2 separate regions of the Anas platyrhynchos genome follow, and region 2 is linked to region 1. The links are chromatin contacts, called in public Hi-C maps. All regions are on one chromosome and are shown on one strand. The core of a region is the stretch at or near the end of the contact, and the rest is flanking DNA. Distances in the headings are between cores, read along the strand shown.

Region 1 (7,938 bases), core at 3,992-6,491:
GCGAAGGATTAAGGTGCCACACTGCATGGCTGTGAGGCATTCTTCTGTCTTTGGAGCAAAGACATCCAGGTATCATTCACTGAGAATCAGTCCTAATAGCCCCAGAAAAGCTCCGAAAGTCTCAGAGTCTAATATACATGTAAGGTGCGAAAAACATCCAGTCATTTTTTCAGCCGGAGATGAACCCCAGCACTAATTTGGGAAAAAATGTTGCAGTATTGGTATCAACAGTGTTTAAGCTCCTCCAACACTCAGTTTGGCAGGATCTTTCCCAGCAGCTCCAGGTAATATGATCGGACAGTCCTGAAGTGGAGTGCATGTCGAGCAAGTGTTCTTTAAAAGTTGTTGATAACTTTGTTGAAGCAGCCATTCTGGAAAGCATTGATTGTTTTTCTGGAAAACCCAGATTCTTTTTAGCTGTGTTAAAAACAAGCAATGGTCAGCAGTGTTAATAGAAAATACTACCTAAAATGACCCATGGAATTAGCTCATTTCTAAGCGTAGATGTGAGTGCAGGACACGTGTATATTTCTGTGCGTATGTAACCTCAGAAAGGTATGAACAACTAAGGAAATGTGTGATGAAACAAATAGTTCCTAAAAATGTCTGGTGGGAGTGAGAATTCAATACCTGTTCTGATAGTCAGTTTTGTCTTGCACTCTTCACCTAGAGACAGATGGAGTAATGGTTAGTCTTTGGGGAAATGCTACTTAGCCTAACCCACAGGAGAGCCAGAATAAGCCCGAGAGTTTCATTCTCCGCTCCTGACAGTGTAATTCCACAGTGATGCTCTTGCCTGTATGGGAATAGATCATGATTCACAGTGCTGTGACTCAGAGGACTGTCAGTCCCTAGGCGTGATATTAATAAAGGCATTTTTTCTTTGATCCAGTAATAATGCTCATCTTTGTCCCAGAGCTGCAGAACCTGACTGGGCCGTATCTCCCATGATGGGATGTCCCCAGTGATATGAGTGATGCACGCTGGATGTGACGACATATCTAATTGTCACAGGGGCTCTGCCTGGGAGCACTGGGGTGTGCTGTACCACTCAGCTGCCTCTTCACCGACAGAAGAAACTAAGTAACATGCAAAGCAGAGGAAGCTTGCTGATACTGTGATCTTCTCTGTCATTAACGGCAGATGGAATAAGGCCGGTGAATTCGCAGCAAGCTGTGTTGCTGCTGCCCTTTATCTCAGGCTTATAAAGGGAACATGTGGCTCTGATTTACCTTTCCCAACACAAATTACTGCATGGGGGAGTAGCAAGGGAAATAGGAGGCTAGACATAAAAATTACCGAGCAGTCTTTGCTATGTCTAAAGAAGCCCTCTAAGGGAAAAATTATAAGAAAGGCAGAAAAACTGAGCAAGAAGGTTGCGATGTTATGTTAGGTACATGCAAAAGCAAGAAAACGTTAGGGCAGGTCCTTGGCTGCTGTAAGCAGCTGTAGCTTCATTACATAAATGGGGCCAGGTTGATTTACACTATAGGGGATCAGTTATGCTATTCGGCACCATTATAATTTCTAATAAGTGGTTTTCACTGTTATTAATTCAGCTGGTATTACTAATTTAGCTTTCGGACTGGCCAAAATAAGCTGTTTTAATCATTAAGAACAAGATTCCATATTGCCATCTGAAGCTGTCTTTTGAGCCTCGGAAGGGTGCTTTTGAGGACTGCCCTGACAAAATGCCTCAAGGCGGATCTGAATGTCTGCTTGAAAGTCCCGTCTAGACAGGGAAAACGAGCAGCTCTTACAATGTGCTAATGGGTACATATAGGTTAGCACATTTTAAAATGCAGGAGAAAAAGAAGAAAATGCTTGCTCAGGGTGTAGCTCCTTGTGCGGCTAAGCTAGGTTGGTCTCTCGCCACTCACGAGGCAGGGGGAATCCTGCTCCCTCTTCCCTTCGTCCCTACCATGCTGTGCCCAGCTGTACCAGCTCGCTCTCTGCTTTAAAATGGTGCGTGATGGACCCTTTGTACAAAGCCATTCACTTCACTAAGCCAGCAGAAAAACGGTGGTAAGAAAGAGGATATTGTTGTGGAGGTTTCGTGAGCTGCATCAGCTGATGGAGGGGTGCGAACACGTGCCAGTGCTGAGTACGTGGCAAGATGCAGCAGGGAGACAGGGAAGGAAGGAGAAAAATCACCTTGCTTCATGAGCGATAGGGGGCTTGCGATGCCTGGTCTGTCCTCGGTGCCCATGCTGAGCCTGCAGAGCAGGAATTTGGGTGACCGTGTGGGCAGGTGGCCTCAGCTTCACATGTGTACAGGCTGGCTGCCTCAGAAACTGCACATTGGACATGAAGCTTTAGTATCAGTCTTAATCCCTCCTTCTGCCGAACAATTTCCAGATTCTTAGGCAGAAGCCAGCTTTTGCCCTTTACACATGACTCTTCCCAGTTGGCGTCAGACACTTCTGCAGTGTGTTTACCTGGCTCTGTGCAGGGTGTGCTTGCCTTTGACCCCCATTGCTCATGTCACCCATGCAGGACACCCTAATCCAGCTCAGTCTGTGTCCCAGCTGCTCGATGTCTCCCTCCCATCCTGCCAGCCGTATTTCTTCCCTTTTGAGCTACACCATCTTGATGTCTCCTGCATTTACTCTCTCTGCAAGCCTAATGCCTTTCTCCTGTACCTTCTGGGATCAATGTCCGCTCTCTGCATCAAAGCTTCTTCAGTTTGGGCCTTATTCACCTACTTCAGATCACTGTCCACCCCCTCCAGGAGCTCAGGTTCACTCAGCCCCTGGCTCCCAGGCTGTTGACACAGCTGTCTGCATTAGTATCTTTCTTGCAGACGGATAAAAGCTGATCAAGGCTTGGCTCTTGGTGAATTTTTGTAAGGCATGTGGCCTATTTTTCGTTATGGTGAGTGTATTTGTTCTGTTCCTTCTGGGTATGATGGTATCTTACTTACTGGGATGCACGGTGCCCCTGTTCTTCTTGGCCTGGCTGTCTGCATTCAAAACTTTTTTGCAATGGAGGGGTATAAACACCTCGCCTGGGGCACAAGCTGTTAGTTCAATATAAGGAGATTTAAGTAGGAGCAATGGGAGAAGGAAACAGGCTGAATATCAGGAAAAGCTCCTGCCAGTGAGACGTGTTTGGCTGTGAAATCTTCTCCCAGGGGAAAGAGGTCAAAGCCTCATTGTTTGGAAGTGGAGCTGGTCAAAACTGCGTGCGGAGCAGCAGCGGGAGTGGTGGAGGTGGAGAGAAGGGCGGCAGCTGTGCGTGGCGGAGCAGCAGATACACCAGAGGAAGTGGCTGGATGCACGGCGAGGAGAAACAAGGGGCCGGGAGGCTGCAGAGTGGAGCAAGGCACAAGGGAGACAACAAAGGGAGTAATGGAGGCAGAGCAGGGAGCAGCAGACAAAAGCTGGAGAATGCAGAGAAAGCCAGGAGGAAAAGAGGCAGGAGCAGCAGGCACGCAGGATGGGAATGGTCGGTGGAAAACACGAGGAGCAGTCCTGAGAGTAAGCGGGCAGGGATGAGCAACAACAGCAAGGTCTCACGCCTTTGTCGTGAACTCGGTGGCCTTGGCTAAGCAAAGCTAGAAGGTGTAAGGGACAGAGACAAAGAGATCAGATTTTTTGGTGACGTTATTTAACAAATCTCTTGTCCTAGGACACTTTGTGCAGTTTTCTCCTTTCTTGGCAAAGCCAAGGATGGACAGTCTAGAAAAGTCACAAGCCCAGCATTTTAGGGCCACAGAACATGAAGGATAGGCACAGGCAACATCCTGTCTTCTTGCTGGTATTTGCTTGATGATATGAACCGGAGGAGCCTGTCAGTGTTAATATTGCACCATTGTTTATTGGCTACTAACTATTTTTTGTTCTGAAATTCCACATGTTCAGTGACATTTCATTCCTCCCACAGGAGTGAACTCCCCACTAAGCAAATCCTATTATAATATAAATTAGCTGAGGTTCTTCAGCCATCCCTACCACATGCTCTATTAAAATTCATCATAGTCGCATGGTGTTCAATGACCTCTCAGAAGCTCTTCACTGGTTCAAAGAAGGAAATTCCCATCTTGGTTTCTTTCACCATAATGTCATTAGTTTCCTTTAGTCTAAAGCAAGCTACTCTTTTAATTATGCTGAGGTCTGCTATGTAGTTTCTGTATAGACCCGCAACTCAGCAAGCAATGCATAACCTCCAGTTTCGGATGGTCTGCCAAAAACTTCACATGCTTACCTTTTCCCTGAGAGATTGGGAGAAGGGTGAAAAAATACAGGATCTTCCTGGGAGCAGGTGACACTTCGCGGGGCTAGAGCTGCCTCCGAGCCCTGACAGAATTTACCCTGGCTCCCAACCCAGACCATGCTTCTGCAGCCCTGCTCTGAACACTTACTTTTAATTCTTACAAATCTTTTCAAATGCCAATCCACAATGAATGTTGTGCACTGAATACAGGACTTGCCAACTTAATTTGAAGAAATTGCTGATAATGACAACATTAATTGCCTTCTCGTTCTGCTTTTTATCTTCGCTGTTAATCCTTTCTCAGAAAAGAAACCCTACTTGGATTACTAATGACAGTCTCTTTGTTCTCCCTATTTTTTTTGCTTTGTTTTGTTTTGTTTTTCTTAATTGCCCTGAGAGGACTATTTTAAAAGAATATTCATGACAGAAGTACAAGTTGGCAGCGATGTGATTAAAAGGAAAAGCCTTCTGTAATCTTATCTCTGGCGCGGTGACCAGGACCTTCAGAGTAAAGTAACTAAGCTGCCAGTTTCAAGGCTGGAAGAGTTTTGTGGTAGTTCAGCACAAATGGAAGCAATCTAATATAAATCTGCTGGAGCTACTGGTGCTTTTTTCACTCCAGATTTACGGCAGCGGAGTTCAGGATCTGATGGCCTAGTTTGTCGGCCACTTTCATGGAAGGACCTTGCAGCGACACAGATAAATTGGTGTTGTTGAAGGTAAAATTTGGGGTCTTTTTGAGGAACGGAGGGGTCGAGGCCTGGCAGCGAGGTGCTGCATGGTGCCTCGGCTCGGACCAGCTGAGCAGCACCAAGCAGCCCAAGCGTGCCCGTCCCCCTCAGCTCCCAGCAGAGGAACCCCCCAGCACCTTCCCAGCTGCGAATAAGAGGGGACCGCCACACAGCCCCCGAGGCCACCGCATCCCCGCTTCCCCCCCAGCCCGCACAGCGCCCGGGTGCGGGGCAAATCCCCACGGAGCCCGGGCAGCGGGGCCGGAGCATCTCTGCCCCGCAGCCAGAGGCAACAGTGCCGCTCGCCGGCGCCGGGAGGTGCAGCAGGGGCCGCAGCGCGGCTCCCGCTCCCGGGGACGTCCCGCAGCACAGGGGGGAGAGCCCGGGCAGGGGGCGTCGGGCAGGGCGACAGGGAGCTGCCCCCCGGGGGCAATGGAGAATGGGAAAAAAACCCAACCTCTATAGACAGGATGCTCCATTATTCCATGCTCTCAAATCGCCTGAGATCGCAACTGGTAAAGAGATAGCAGTGGTGTTAGAAGCATGCCACTAACAAATGCTTCCTGAAAAGCTGGATTTCAACGTGAGTCAAACTTACTGAGACATGCATCATATTTACATAATGCTTCACATTGCTTCTCACTCCAGAAAACGCCGTGTAACTTTCTCCTTAGCAGTTGCTTCATTCCAGCTGCTGAACCTGATCTGAAATCCTCAAAGCACTGCTATGCAGTTAGCACTTGAAAGAGCTGGTGTGTTGTTTCAGCAGGAATATGGTGTTTCACAGTACAACAAACCCTGTCCCTGATGCTACAATACCAAAGTCATCATAGATAGGACTGAGTTGACCCGCTATAATATCGCACCACTGATCAAACTGTTCTCTGCATTTTCATTCTTCCCTTGTGCCTTAAGTGACACCACTGGCATAATGCTCTTTCTGAAGAGTTACAGTGTGCTGGTGAGCTGCATTTTTGCACGGAGGCAATCACTTTTGATGAATGTAAATGATTTCAGCCGCCCAGGGCAGCAGGCTGGGTTGGAGCTGCATCTGGTGGCCAGCAAGGAAACTCCACAGCCACAGCAGCAGTGTGCTGGGGGACAGCACCCTCAAAGGGAAAGGAAAATTCACACTTAAAGAAGCAAAAGAGCAAACTTTGGTCAGGTGTTCGCCTCTGAGGATACAGGAATGCTTGCATTATAAAAACAATTAAAAGGAGACGTTAAAGCAGGGTTAAACCAGATGGGTTTTACTGAATGTTCACCACCTTTGCTGCAGTAGTTCCTTCACCTTAGCTTTACTGAGTATAACCAAGTAGCCAAGCCTTGTGTGAGGAGGCAGCAGGATGCAGGCAGCAGGTTTATGAGAGATCCGATGAACCCCAGGGATGGGGGACTTCTGGTTGCTGCTCTGACTGCATGTTCCTAGCCTTTGTTTCGTGTGCTCCTAAAATAATTGCCAAGTAGGGGACAGAAGCTATTTTAGGATCCTTGTGAATGCCACATCTTAAGTCAGGTAGCCAGCCTGACTGATGTCAAATGTGTTTACTGGAGAAAAAAAAGAAGTTCGGATCACAATAAGCCATATCAGGCACCACTCATCCAAAATGTAAGAAATGTAAGAATTCTGACCTCCTAACAAAGCTTTTTCAAACAATGCAAGGCAGTGTGTGGAAGACTTATCTCACTAACAAAATGCCATAAGTGCTCACTCAATGCTCACTAACTGTCAAACTTGCTTTCCTCAGAAAGGTTATCCTCATTTTCATGTTCTACATTTCATTTTGCTTAAAGTAACAATATTTGGTTATACAACTGGTAATTGTCATTGACCAAAGACAAGCAGAAACATTTGTATATAGATTGTGAATAAATACACATGGAATATATCTGTAGGAGTATGTATGTATACATATACGTACTGACACATCTAACATGACATGAGATTTTAAACTCTTTGGGGTGTTTTTTTTTATTATTATTATTTTTTAATGTATGATAAAAAGTAGCTTCATTTACTTAGATAGTAATGAATTACCATGCTGTGGCAGAGGGAATTAAAGCTAAGAGCACATTTACTATGGTAAGACTTCCCACAGACAGCAATTTCTCATAGACAATCCCTATCAGTTATATGAATATATAGCTTGTCTATTTTGTGAAATGAGACAATCACAAAAGTTTTGTCTCGGACACAATCCAGTACTGGCATAATAAGCATACAAACCCAGGATGTACAGGAAAGCCTCCATATAAAATGAGGTAAAACTTAAATCTTCTTTCATAAAAAACTGCTAGAGTCTCCATTTCTACTTCAGTATTGTTATTGTAAAGGTTAATAGGAATTATTTACATTCTTTGATCCAATGTGTAGGAAACTGATCCATGAGGGAGCTCTGAGCTTCAGTTCCAGGGCTGGGAATGTAACAAAAATCAGGAGTTACGCTACTAAATTGTATTAAATTCAATTGATTAAACTGAAAAGCAGTCTTGCTCCTGGCAGGGAGGATGGCCACTATAATGGAAACATATGCTTGGTGTACAGTGCAGTTCAAGAGGAAAGGGATGATCTGATTTGATTAAACTCTAGAGAAACAAGTATCCTGAATACGGAGTGAGATGGTCACCTTCAATTACTTCTGAGGGATGAGAACACTCTAAACTTTATTTCTCATTAGGCTGGCTAGACAACTTTCTGCTGTTTGTTCATTTCTTTAGCAAATTATACTTTAGTTGCATCATAGCCTGTGTGTCCGATGCAAGGTAAAGTGTTGCTAATCAGCAACAAAATCCTGACAAAACTGTCGTTGCAGCTCTCAAGTGCTTGTGGCTGCAAGGCATGGAGGTGCTTGGTGTGTCTCTGACCGTGCTTTGCTCTTGTAGCAGTTCCATGCTGTGACACCAAGCAGTACATCATTGTCCCAGATGGCTGGGTTTGCTTTGAAAGGAGAAATGGAACTGTAGGCAAGAAGGAAACTGGTATTCACCTCCA
Region 2 (7,938 bases), core at 3,845-6,344, 97 kb before region 1:
ACTGAACCTTTGCTGTTAGCTGAGTGTCATGATTTCTCATATGATTTATAGATTTTTAATCCGTAGCTTCAAAGTTTTAAAAACTAATTTTTTTTCCCTTTGCAGGGTTCCTGCTCTCATCCTGTACAGTTACCGAGATGAATATAAGGTTTTGTTTTAGTGCTTTAAGCATTTAAGCATCTTTTCTGGGATGCTTTTACTAATAGACAATAGTGTTTCGCACAAAGGAATTTCATAATGTTGTCTTAAAGCAAGACAGGCAGCCTTTTTAAGTGTCCAGATTGAATTTCATGTGTAATATAAAACTGTAAATTTATTCCAAAAAGTGAAATATTTTATAGGTAATTAAGGAACAGTCTGACTACAGCTAGAGATGTGTTACTGTGTAAATTCTTGCACCATTATGTTGCGAGAGAGATTATTAGCTGTGCCAGGTATAATTGACTTTTTTTTTTTAAGAATGCCTTGTATGTCCATATGCAATAGTGCTGAAATAAGCATCTCAGTTCAAGGATTAGAGATGTATTATCTTCACCTCTGAAACACTTTTAAACTTTTTTGAGGAAGGGCTTTGTGTAATAAAAGATTTGGCTACTAAGCCTTTTGAAGTACATATTACAAGGTTTTGTGATTTTTCTTTTTTGAAGAAAATTCTGCCTTAATCTTAAATCTCAATATAAAAGGTAGTAAAAGACATCAAGCTGAGAGTTGTGCAAACCTGGTTGCCTGTGTTTGTCCCATCCCCTCACTCCTGCATTCAAATCAAACAGCTGCTTCCTGAGAGACAAAAATAAAACCTGATGCAGGACACAAACTTGTTTCAGACCAAAAGGCCCTCAAGGTAAGACTTGAGAAAGAGTAACCTGCATGTGCTTAGAGGTATAACTGAAGTTTTGATCTAGCTTTCTTCACATGGATTGTCAGATTAAGTTTGCATTTGAAGACACGTAAGTAATGAAAGGAAGGTAAAAATTACGTTCTTGAAGCTACAGCTTCCCAGTCAATGCTTTTTAGAATTACCACTGTATTTAAAATTAAGTTGTAACACATTAGGAAAAAAGCTAAACAAATGTAAATATCAATTACAGCAGCCTTTGTTGCTGTAAATAATTATATTTCATACCAAATTAACAAATATGAAAAAAATTGTGTATTTCTGCACATAGACTGGTCTTCACCCTTTCTCCCCAACCAGTACCTTGTTCACGCTTCTTTTTCTTATCACAAAAGGTTGTCTTCAGTACTGCAGGCTCACTGCATTAAGAAAGACCTACTTCTTCTGCAGCCTTTTCCTTTTAGTGAAAAGGAAGGCAAAGGTAAAATATGCAAAGAGTTAACTTTGAAAACAACCCCAAACATCTGAGAACTGCCAACACTGCCATAGCAATGCATAGAAGTAACGCTGGGGGAGGGTCAGTCCTAACAGCACAGACAACTATCATGACCAAGACACATCACAGCAGTCATTACAACCAAATCCATTTCTCATTGTGTTTAATAGGAACAAGTAAGTATTCACCTTTTACATCTGCTCATATGAAGGAGCTACTTTAAGATGCGAGGATGGGGAAATCCAGATCCCTGAATACGTTGAAGGATGAAGTTTTAAAAAACAAACATTCAGGTGACATGAGCATTCTTAAGCTATGCCTGAAGGGACCGTGATGCAGAGTCCTGCACTGCCCCACCCTGAGCCAGGATCAGCACAGCTGGATGGGCACAGGATAAGGCAGAGCTGATGAGCTGAGAGCTCAAGCATGGGACTGGCTGCCTTCAAGGCATCTGCACTGCATCGGATAAACATGGCCCTCAAAATAAGACAGAAACAGGAAAGCTGCTGTTCCTGGATAATAGGTTGGCACCCACTTTCCCTAGTACTACCAAGACTTATCTTTGAAACTGGGCATCTGTCACAGAGACTCCTGTTCCAATCTCACTTTGCTCATGGTGCTGTGCACTTCTCTTTACCCTCTGTTATCCCCCAGATGGGTTTTACACCACCCACTTGCATAATACAAAACAAACAGCAGTATAAGTACAAAACTAGTTGGCAGACGAGTGTAAAGCTATTTTGGTATAACCCTGTAAATACTCCTGCCATACAACAATCCACAGAAAGCATCTCCTGCTTTCAGTTTAAACAAAAGTACTGATCACATCCCAGTATCCTGCTGGAAGGAAAACCAAAGACAAGTGGTAACTCAAAAAGAAATGGACTTTGCTTTGAGCAAGGGTCAAGTCTGTTGCAGTGATGGTCGGACACTTCTATCACTGTGTTGCTTTACTCTTCTTGTTTTTGCTTTTCTTGTCCTTTTTCTTCAAGCCATCCATGTTAGCTCTCAGCAAATTAGAATATGCCTGAAACAAAAATTAGAACTGTTAACAGAGCAAACACTTAAGTACCAATGTAGAGGCAACACTTCACCCATTGTTTGTGGATATCTATCTTCATTTTTTTGGCTCTCAGTTACTGGCCCTGAGCAGCCTGATCTCGTGGGTGGCATACCTGCCCACGGCAGGGGGTTGGAACTGGATGATCTTTAAAGTCCCTTCCAACCCGAGCCATTCTCCACATGCCTTCACGCTACTGCACTGGGAAACTATTGTTTCTAAGTCAATGCAGAAAGTTAGGTATGATAGAGTGCACACATTTGTGGAAAACAAAATCCAGTTCTAAAGTTAATCCGTGTCAGTTCAGCACTGATTCAGCTCAGTCACACCAATCCCCTGCGTCCTACTGACTACTCCCCAATAGGTACAGAAAAGGAAGATAAGGCACACAAAACTTACCATCTGGAATTTATTTACTTCCTTTGAGCTCACCTACAAAAGTAATACGAGATGTTAACCACAAACACAACAGCTTCAAAATTACAAACTAAAACATTAGTACTTGTTTTCCCACCAGGGACTATCTAATGTCTTTAGTAGCAGCTGGATCAGCCCATGACAGTCAGCAGTACCCAGGCTGTACTGACACGGCATAACACCTCACTGACTCAGAAAAGTGAGAAGACTCCACATTAGATTAAGCAAATCTGAAAGCTGTTCTCCCCAAATCTGTGTTTTCAAATGGGAAGGAGGTGAAGAAACATTCTATGGAAGGTTTTATTTCACTGTAGGGCCAGAACTTAATTGACGTCAGAATGCAAATCCTGGTATGAAACACTACAGCCCCGATCCTCCCCACTATTTCTCAAAGCAACATTTTTCCTTGGATTACTTCACTAAGAAGATCTGAAGTCAGCTAAAGCCTCTCTCAATCTCACATTCAAAGGAAACCCATCAGGCTCTCAACTTTTAAGGTTAACACCTCCTGAAATATAAACAGCTCTGTAAATAAGAAAGAAAACTGGGTGTGCTAAGTGAGTCTACCCCATGCCTGTCTATTACTGGCAAGAAACACAAATCCCTTTCCTATTGCTTCAAAGTCAGGGAACATTCTGTTGTTTGACGGGGTGCAATAACCTTCAGTAATTCCACTTCAGTAATTCCAAAAGCCGCCTCTGTCAGCCAAAGTTGACTGTGGGACCTTTCTTCTCCTTAGAGACACACCATTTGTCCTCACACTGCAGGTTCTGTCACTGTCCTCTTTCCTTCTGCCCACATTACCCTTGTCTCCAAAAGGAGCTTCCCCCTTCCCTCCCTCCAGTTCCACCTGACTGAGAACACAACAGCCACGGTTTCTGAAAACAGGCAGGGAACCTTCCTGCTTGTCTGGCAACACCATTTTGAAGCCAAATGCTGTGTACAAAAACAAAACCAAACAACTGTCCCATCTGCAACACGAACTGCAACTGCAACACTTTGGCATCCCGATTTCAGTTGTGCTTTTAGCTACCATACGGTTTCTCTGTAGAACTAAGGGGGCAATTCTCATGAAATCGATGCAACGACAAGCTTCACTTAAAACACGAGGTATTACATGAAAGCCAGGTAGGGCTGCTCATCATTCTAGCCCCAAGTTGTCACTTACCACTGTGCTGATTTTCTTCTTTCCATCCGTTGCTCTGAGAAGACACTTATTGTCTGCGGGTTCAAAGCTTTCTACGTGGCCTTTGCGCGGGACTGGTTTTGTTCGACCATCATCTGCATTGAAATACAGAGAATGTTTATTTGTATTTGGCTAGAAATTGTGGGATGCCTCCTGACTTGAGACATTAAAAATTGCTCACGAGGAAATCTGTAAAAATATCTGAAAATTTATGGCCATCTGAACTGAATTACTGTGAAACTGTTCACAGATCCCTTCATCTGTAATCCCATAAACTAGGGCTGCCTGGGCTACCTGACTAACCCAGCACAAACACACAAACCTGTACGCAGACACGCTGCGTGAACCGCATGTTTCAAATGCACTTCAACCTACAGCACTCAGCACAGAGCCATAGAAAAGCCCAGGCCGTGAGGAACCTCAGAGACCGCCTGGTTCAGCTCATCATGGGAGAAGCGGGGCCTAGGCAGGATTCCCTTAGCACCCCGTGTGGCTGAACCCTGTAAGCCTCAAAATGCTGGGGGGATCCACCACATCCCTGGGACACGGCAGCACCACCACAGCTCCCCACTGCAGCAGCCCGTGGATTTTCAGTTACCTCTTAGTAACCAGAACGCCTCCCTGCTCTGCGTGGTGCAGAGCAGCGCCTGCCTTTACGGCTCCCAGCCCCGCAGCAGAGGGGCCGTGTCGTGTCCCCCCCCCGCATTGAGCCCTTGGCGCCCGTCTCTGCCCCCCCCCCCACTCACACTTCTTCAGCGTGATGAAGACGCTCCCGGACGTGCGGCACTTCTGGAACAGCCGGGTCAGCTCGGTCAGGAACTGCAAGAGAAGGCGGCACAGCGGGGCCTCGCCTGGGGGCCCACACCGCGATAACGGCCCCCGGCCCGGGCCCGGCCCCCCCCCAGCGCCCCGACGCGGCCCCCTCTCCCCCCCCCCCGGCACCTGCTCGCTCTCCAGCAGCACCATCGCGCCCACCAGCTCCGCGCTCCGCCGCCGGCCCGGAAACGCCGCGCGCACGCACGCACGCACAGCACGCACAGCACGCACGCCCGGCCCCTGCGCACGCGCGGCGCCTCGAGGCTCCGCCCCCGCCCCGCCGCCGGGCAGCGCCACGTCAGCCCCGGGAGGGGGGGGCGGGGCCGGCCGGGGGCGGCCGTTAGTGGCCGTTAGTGGCCGTTAGGGCCGGGGGGGGCGGTGAGGAGCTGTGAGGGGCCGCAGGGGAGGCGGCGCAGCCCGGCTCGGCCCGGCCGCTCCCCGCGGCGTCCCCGCTGCCCCCGCGGCCGCTCGCTGCCCCCGCTTGGCAGCAGGGGGAGCTGTGGGCGCGCGCAGCGGGCGCCGGGCAGCGCTCAGCGGGTCCCGGCCACCGCCTCAGCAGGGCTGGCCCGGCCCCAGCGCCGCCCGCCCGCACCGCGCGTTTGTCCTTGTGTCTGTAGGGTTGCGTTGTATCAGACCCGAGCGAGGACAATGCGGGGGTGCTGCGGGTTTTTATGGGCAACTTGTGAAAGTAAAACAGAAATGGAAAAACTCAGCGCTTGCAACGTTCTCCCTTGGAAACTACCATGGGCACAGAAACTGGGAGCCCAAAGCCGTGCATTGCCAGTCATGGTCGCCAAAAGAGCAGATGGGTGGTCGTGTAGCTGAAGCATGGGCGCAAGAGCTCTCAACCAAATTCTGACCCTCAAATCCACCAGAGGATTCTTGCGTGGCCCCAAACCATTCTCCCCACTCTTCTGTAGGACAGCTCCTCTCTCCTAAAGATGAGAGAAGATAGAGAGTTTTTCTCCACACTTCATGCAATGAAACCCATTAACTCTTGTAGGATGAGCACCACGGAGTCTTTCTTCTACACAAAAATCTCAACCCGCTATTGGGAGCTCCTGCTGCTGCTGAGGTGTGCCTTTGGCACTGCAGACACAGTCCTGGCCAATCCAAGCCAGCGATCAAGGTAGCAGTAGCAGTGTAGCTACAGCATCTGGGACAGGGGCATTGGGCAGCTGCCTCCTGAGGTAGATTCCTTGAAGGAATCGGTGATACCAGGATTTCTGATAGCACTGTATGCTGGGAGAAACCACTGTGAGAACCTTTCTCTGAATACAGACAGACACTCCTAATTCAGGAAGGACAGTAAGTATTTCAGAGCAGACGAGCAAGAAAAACAAACCACAAGTGAGGAGACCACAGGTTCCAGACAAAGGGAATACAGAGAAGCAGGGGACAACTGTTCAAAATCTGTTGGAGATAGCATGTGTGTCTCCAGTGTGTGACAAATGACTTACTGTAGGTATCTAAAACATGAGAAGTTTTTAGAAATGTACGGTTTTGGAGAGCCTTTGTTTCACAATAGGTTATATACCAAGGTATGCAAACAGAGAGAGAGAGAGAAACTTCTACCAGAAGCTCTGACTGTTCGATTCCTCTTGACGTTGCTTGGTGTCAGTAAAACACAGATTACACAGCGAGGAGCCCTACCATCTCCTGTTGCACTCACAGATGTTCGCATACTGTAACTGTCAGTACTGTGCAATGCCACAGCTTCCAGCTTACAATTTCAATTTCTGCCTCTTCACAAGGTAGTGCTGGGATTGCTTTTGTACAAACTGAAAGGTTTTCCCTGTTAATAGAGGATTTTACTGTTATGATATAGAACTCTAGAGTTGTGTAAAGTTAACATTTTTAAAATCTACGTTTCATCAGCTTTTTTTTTTTTTTTTTTTTTTTTTTTTTTTTCTGAAAAGATTTGGGTCTCACTGCTAATAAAAGAAGCAGCTCCACTGACTTGCTGAATTTCTTTCCATAAGTGCAGCAGAGGATTTTTGTTGTTACTGTTAGCTTATCTTCCCGATCGTGGAGCTGTTTTTCAAGCCAGAATGTCACAATTTAATTAGGGGAGAAGCCTTCATCGCAACTTGCAAACAAGGTGAAAATGTAATATTTTTAACAATTCTTTTCCAAAAAATAGATGGAACAGGGAAATGCTGACATTGCTTTAACTTTGCCAAAGGCTGCCAACACTCGGAGGCAATAAGCTACTCAGCTGGTGAAAAAGTGCTGAACAAACACAGAAGGAGCTAAAGGGATACTCCCAATCATGATACACTTGCTTTTCACTTTATCTCCTGCCCCAGCGCAATACCTTTCCCCTCACCCTCTACCCCCAGCAAAAAATAAAAAATAAATAAAAGGAAAAAGACAAGACAGGTTGGATTAAAACAGTAGCAGGAGGAATTGGTGGATCCTAAGAGCTGGCAGGGGCACTAGTATTTTGTAACCTGATCTGTCATGTGACCAGAGCCAGGCAATAAAAATAAGTCTCCTACCAACCCTCCTGTTTGCTCAACTTTATTATATGGTGTCAGTAGAGAACTACTTTTTTTGGCAAAAATTTAGCAAATGAAGCCACCTGAATCATTAAATCCTGAAGGAAATCTGGCAGAGAACTGGAGGAGGTTGCTGCTGTGCTTCCAAGTTTTCCTGGAAGCAGGCTTGTACTGGAGAGAAACAGAGAAGGTGAAACCTCTGCTCTGCTCAGCGTGCAGGGAGGGGCAGGAAGCAGAAAAACAGGATTATCAGAAGCAAATTAAATTCTTGATCAACTTTAGAAGAAGTTGGCAAGGATCTATTTGAACGAGCTAGAAAAGATTACTGCTCGTTCTGGGCTATCTCACACACACACACTCAGCTGCCGCACACCGCAGCGCAGAAATGTAATAACATACTGCAAATTACAGTTTGCTGACCATGCTGCTCGAGATGAGTTAATAACAGATAATGGCCCACAGCTCACAAGTGGATCATTCTGGTAACTCACTTTGATCTGTGAGTTCAGGCATACCTCGTCACAGTGTAACTATGCGCAGCAAAAAGAGGCAGTACCACAGCAAAACCCCAGGAACACCACCACCCCTTTACCACCCTATCATTAGCACTGGAAAAACAGAGATGCA

The links. A called contact is a pair of places that touch in the nucleus more often than the background predicts.
Region 2: a contact with region 1 is called in a Hi-C map of subcutaneous adipose tissue, with 4 times the contacts expected there. The contact joins the promoter of SRP14 here to the enhancer-like site in region 1. A contact is called at or near these places in 5 of 8 Hi-C or Micro-C datasets (F1 follicle, F5 follicle, skeletal muscle and 1 more).

Annotation. Positions count from the first base shown.
Region 1 is chr5:38,496,599-38,504,536 of IASCAAS_PekinDuck_T2T, reverse strand. No RefSeq gene overlaps it. Among named protein-coding and RNA genes, the nearest start is that of BMF, 22 kb to the left of the region's middle. Within about 2 kb of position 5,241, at least 4 of the 8 cell types and tissues checked have an H3K27ac peak or open chromatin away from gene starts, as enhancers often do. A contact at or near this core is called in F1 follicle and subcutaneous adipose tissue, where this site is marked.
Region 2 is chr5:38,593,495-38,601,432 of IASCAAS_PekinDuck_T2T, reverse strand. It overlaps SRP14 (signal recognition particle 14), which reads right to left and starts at 5,094. Exons shown (of 5, transcript XM_038180161.2): 1 at 4,937-5,094; 2 at 4,741-4,813; 3 at 3,977-4,089; 4 at 2,791-2,823; 5 at 1,478-2,358. The coding sequence starts at 4,960. The coding sequence ends at 2,269. LOC119717144 (a long non-coding RNA gene) reads right to left here. Exons shown (of 5, transcript XR_011809733.1): 5 at 6,117-7,938. EIF2AK4 (eukaryotic translation initiation factor 2 alpha kinase 4) reads left to right here. Exons shown (of 39, transcript XM_027459560.3): 39 at 106-613. The coding sequence ends at 160.